Regions from separate parts of the Xenopus laevis genome. Here region 2 is linked to region 1. Evidence: chromatin contacts called from public Hi-C data. All regions are on one chromosome and are shown on one strand. The core of a region is the stretch at or near the end of the contact, and the rest is flanking DNA. Distances in the headings are between cores, read along the strand shown.

What was found. A called contact is a pair of places that touch in the nucleus more often than the background predicts.
Region 2: a contact with region 1 is called in a Hi-C map of the XTC cell line, with 5 times the contacts expected there. The contact joins the enhancer-like site here to the promoter of s1pr4.L in region 1. A contact is called at or near these places in 2 of 4 Hi-C or Micro-C datasets (the XL177 cell line and the XTC cell line).

What each region holds. Positions count from the first base shown.
Region 1 is chr1L:123,490,359-123,493,058 of Xenopus_laevis_v10.1, forward strand. It overlaps s1pr4.L (sphingosine 1-phosphate receptor 4), which reads right to left and starts at 1,287. Exons shown (of 3, transcript XM_018226496.2): 1 at 1,189-1,287.
Region 2 is chr1L:123,649,480-123,652,179 of Xenopus_laevis_v10.1, forward strand. No RefSeq gene overlaps it. Among protein-coding and RNA genes, the nearest start is that of gna11.L, 11 kb to the right of the region's middle. Within about 2 kb of position 1,317, at least 1 of the 7 cell types and tissues checked has an H3K27ac peak or open chromatin away from gene starts, as enhancers often do.

The DNA of each region.
Region 1 (2,700 bases), core at 37-2,536:
CTTTTGTATCGTTAGAGTGTGAGCTCCTTGCACAAACTTATAAAGCTGCAAAACTCAGTTTCTTTTACCATATGATGAGGTAAAGATATAAAGGATGATTTACAGAACTGCCCCATTAAAATGCAATACACAATGTGATTGTACCTCCTACGTCATCTATAAGTGCTATGCAGGATTATGTTGGTTGCGCCTACTTTGGTGCATGAGGCGCATGCGACATGCTCCAGCACTTGGGATCCCTGTACCTGACACCTGGTTTGTCCAGGCTGTCAGTCAATATGATTCCTGTTGAATCACAATTAAATGGCAAATAATTGCATTTCCATGTTCTGCCTGTAGGCATCTTTCCCCTGTAGAAGCAAGTCTTGCCTATTTGCACACAGTTGATAAAACGGCACAGATCGTTGTACTTTCATTGGCTGGAACAACATTTTGTACTTTATTGTAGCCGGCACAATTACACTAGAATTATGTAAAATAATGTTGCACTGTGGGTAAAATGCACTTTCTGCTCCTTTAGTAAATACCGTAAGCCCTTTATACTCTCATTATGCTACCAGGCTGTGAGCGTATTGGTTGAGTAGTTTTTACTAAAGAGACACAGTGCCCTGATGTGCACTCGAAACCACACAAAAATCAGGCAATGGGTAAAAACAATAGAAATACATGTGGCATATTGTATGAAGGTGCTAAAATTCCATGAAAGAATATGCTGCACCTTCTTTGACCCCTATTTGGCCACTAAATGTTATACTTTGTAGGGCAGGTTGCCTCATTGGACCTGTAGACTGAAAGCTCCGCAGTACAGAGTGAGACTTACTACTTCTCAGATTTACTACTATAGGTTGTAAAGCTCCAAAGTAGTACGGTTCTCAACTGTAAGTCAGATTTCCAATTATAGTACCTGACTGCAAGCTTCTTGTCTGATTTTCTCTCACTGCTAATCGATACATATGCGTTTCTTGGGATAGCACCTACCATTTGAGCCATAGCTTTCAAACCTCTCGTCCAAAAGGGGTTTCTTTATGTTCTCCCATTGTTCTAGTAAATAATATGCTTCTTTTGGCATCTCTTAATAAATCAGGAGTTTGCAGTTGTTCTGCATCTCTGCCTGTAAAGTCTCCCGAACTTGTTTCTTTGCTAAAGCCTTATCTCCCCTCCCTAGTTCCATTTTAACCCCTTACTCACCTGGCAACAGGTGGCCACTGTGCAAGGAATGGTGGTAATAAAGTGAATGAATCAATGACAGATCTCACACAAGTGACAGCTCTGGGGAGAGTGACAGGAAATATTTTTCACAAGTGTCACCGCAAGACTGCAGGATGGACTCCACCCTGGAGGCATGGGTGGGGGTATTGATTCTAACCACTGTCATTAACTGCCATACATCAAGCAACTGCTTATACCAGTATACAGTGACTATATTGCCTGGGCTATTCTACACTAACCGTATGTAATACAATAGTAGCAATCAATACAAAAGCACAGATAGGGAGAAACAGCAGATGCTAGGGAATGGCAATACATACAGTTATAAGTTAAGTGTTATAAAAGTATATTCAAAACAATTTGATATGTAAGATTTTAGCTTTCAGTAAACATCTTACATCAAATTAACGTTAAAGTCACATAAGTGATTATGCAGCATTTTACCCAGCATAACTTGTGACTGATACCTCTGCATATCACTCCTGATATCAGGAGAATTGTTGCAAAAAGCTACTAGGCTGACCCTTTCTACTATAGTTTAGGGACTACATACAGGTGATAAACCCATTCAACATCATTGCAGCTATCATGAATAGCCTTGAGCTGACTGGCTACACTACAAAGTATCGGGTGCAGTCAAGCAATGGTGTACTCCATGCTCAGTGGTGGCTATGGTGCTATGAGCTTTTCTTGCATTGTTTCCCAGTGAGTGTGCTGACAGTTGTCCATATGACTGACAGGGCAACTACAGAGACTTTCAAGCAATTATTGATTGCAAATGAAAAATAAGAACCTTACATTGCATTCCTTATGAGACACTGTATTGTGTGAACACTGAGCAGTAAATCCCCATTACTGGCCAAAGGACAACTCTAGACGTGGCCTGAATTAGTGATTGTCAGCACCCTGAGTGGGTGGATACGTTCAGCAGAGGGCACCTGTGATGAAATAGTGTAAGGACCATTCATTGACCACCAAAGAAGCTTCCTAGCACAAAGCATTTGGAAGAAATGGAGAGAAATGGCAAATCACAATATTCCTTCCTACTAGTATCGTTCTCCCCAGTGCCAGGACTAAATGCTCTTGAAGCCAAGGAAAACCAGGCAATTGGCTCATCCATTGCTATTCAGTAATCTTTTTACTAATGATTGTTTAGATTATTTCTATGAATTGAAAGAGAAACAGAAAACATTTTACAAATAGCATTTTGTTTCTCATTTATTTGGAAAACTATCTTACCTTTCAATCCCTTCTCTGATTCCTCTTCTGGGATTTTTTTCTGTCTTGTACCTTTATTCTTGTTGCAATTCCCATGTTTTCTTCTTCTTCCTACTCTTTTTTTTTACATTTTCTTTCTACCTTGCCCCTTTTACATTTGTCAGGTATTGCTTCTTTATCTTTCTATTACCAATGCCTCATTCTCTCCCTATGGGCTAGTCTCTCCTTTTTGACATTTTTCCTATGTGCTATCAGTCTGAAAATATAAATGCA
Region 2 (2,700 bases), core at 67-2,566, 160 kb after region 1:
CCATTACTGATGATGCCTTATAGAACAGATGTAATTATGTCACATCATTCTGTTGTCTCACTTAACAGAAGCCTGTTCCAAATTGTAAGGGATATTAGGTAGTCCATTCTTTAAAAAAAATATTAGACCAAGGGTTACATGCTTTAGGAGCCATCTGTAGGCAATTATAAGAAAATATGTGTATGTGCCAAGGGGGGCAGGGTTTGAAATTTACATGTGTTGTGCCTTTATCTCTCCACCCACGGGCAAAAATGGAACTCAGAAAAGACCCAGTAAACATGGTAAAAAGGCATTCTCAGGCATCCACAAAAGGTCAATAAATGCCAGAATTTACATTTACATTAATATTGCTAAAGTAGAACTTACAATAGAAGGCTATATGCCTTATTCCCCAAAAGAATGATACGAAAACAAATATTTATATATCTGTAAATTGATCTAAATGTGAAAGTTTCAATAGTAATTACTTGGAGTTACTAGTGACTCTGTACTTAAGAAACTGGATTATGTAAGTAAAATGATATACCTTATAACAGTGCTGTCCAACTGGCAGCCCGCGACCCACACTAGTGTGCCCCCCCCACCATGAAAGTCTGGCAGTTCTGACTGCTTAACTTGTGTAAGCTTTAAAAGGTACCAGTACTGAGATTAACTGACCCCTGCATTGTTTACACCTCAAATTCAGTCTAAAAGGCCCCGGACACACATGTAGAGAACCGCCTTGTTTTCGGCACGGTACACGAATCGGTTTTTAAAAAAGTAGACCGCCATGTAAATACGTTTAGTGATTTAAGCTTAGTCATTGGTAACTTCCAATAGTGTATTTTCGCAGAGGTCAGTTTTTTTAAAAACTGCATTTGTGTCCAGAGCCTAAGCACCTGCATTGTTCACTCCTGTTATCCCCCCCTGCATTGTTCACACCAAACTCTGCCTGCCCTATGCTCCCTGTGTGTGCCCTACTCTGCCTGTATTACATTACCCGGGGGACATGAGCTTGGTTATTGTTAGGGACCCCTAAGGTGTTTAATCATGTGCTGGGGTGCTGTACTTTCCACAGGGGAGGAGGACACATATGGATTTAAGGATATATTTCAACATGATTTAAATTGTGTCACACGTATGAGTGATAAGTGACGGGGTCGGACTGAGCCGGCAGGACACCGGGAAAAAACCCGGTGGGCTCCCGTCTCTTGCATTTGAGGCCCACTGGGTTTCAAACCTTGGGGGCCCCGCGTGCATGCACAAAAGCTGTCATGCCGTGCAAAACCAGTGTGATGCGCACATGCAGGAACGACGGGCCGCCACACGCATGCGCAAACATCGAAATCCTGCATGCATGCTAGAAATCCTGTGCACTGCACCACACATATTTTTTTTAGTTTCGCCTGATTGGGGAGCGGGTCTGGGGACCCTGGGTTTTTCCCCGGGTGTTCCATCGGCCCAGTCCGACCCTGGCTACTGCCATTAATGTGGACACGGTCTTAAAAGTTCTTGTGGTAATATGGGTGTAGTTTAAAATGGGCGTGGTTTAAAACCAGGGAGTGGTCAACATTCAATGTCGGACTGGCCCACCAGGATACCAGGAAAACTCCCGGTGGGCCCAGGTGTCAGTGGGCCCTCATGCTGTTATACTTTTGGCCTATTTCATGGCCATTTCCTATTTCTATGAGAACAAAGAGGCTAAATAGATGGAATAATTGATTATAGTATAAAGAAAACAGACTAGAAGAATAGAGGTTTATTGAGGAGATGAAGAATATTAGAACTGAGAGTGGGCCCCTGGTCTAAGGTTTTATGGTGGGACCCTGGTCTAAGGTTTTCGGGTGGGCCCCTGGTGTCCTAGTCTGACACTGTCAACATTGGCTTCCATTATTGGCCCTCCACCACGTATCCACCACAGAAGTTGGACAGCACTGCCTTATAACCTTGCTGGACATATAAATATGCTGTTATAAGCAATTCAGATTTGACTATCTCTTCTTCTTGGTTAGTTTAGAAATGTTTATTCCATGCACAAAGAATATGGAGCTAGATCACCATCTACTGACAATTTAGAAGTAATGCTAGTTTTCCAAAGCTACACAACATAGGACTCATTTACTATAAATAGGGACAGAAGGGCTGAGCACTAAATTGCACCTCTTTGGAATACCAGTAAATGATTACCCTTTTAATTAACTCTTTATTGCATGGTTACGTTCATACACCTGTGACAGTTCTACTTTAATGCCAAAAAGTCTGTTCAAATTGGTATCAACTGCTAGAGATATATTTGCTTGTATATACCTATAAAAAATATCCGCACCATATAACCCACATCAAGCAAATGCTAAAACTCCAGCAATCCTAAAAGATTAAAGGCAACATTTACTGGCAGGCTGTAATAAAACTTTAACATCATTGTATACATTAATAATTATTCACTATACAGGTACAGGTGCTACTTATATGGGGGCAGATAAAACAGATATATTATTCAAAGTCAGTATGGCTCTTAAGCAACCTGAAAGCCTTTAAAATCAGTTGGAGGGTTACATCCAACCTGCATACCTTCAGTTGGACAACCCAGTCTTAAAGTCCCATTATCACTATGATAAAAAAAAACCTTGACAACATGCAGGTGAGTGATACTGTGAGATACAGTGAAGGAATGAACATGATGTACAGTATATACAGTGTGTTTCTACCCAAATTACCTAT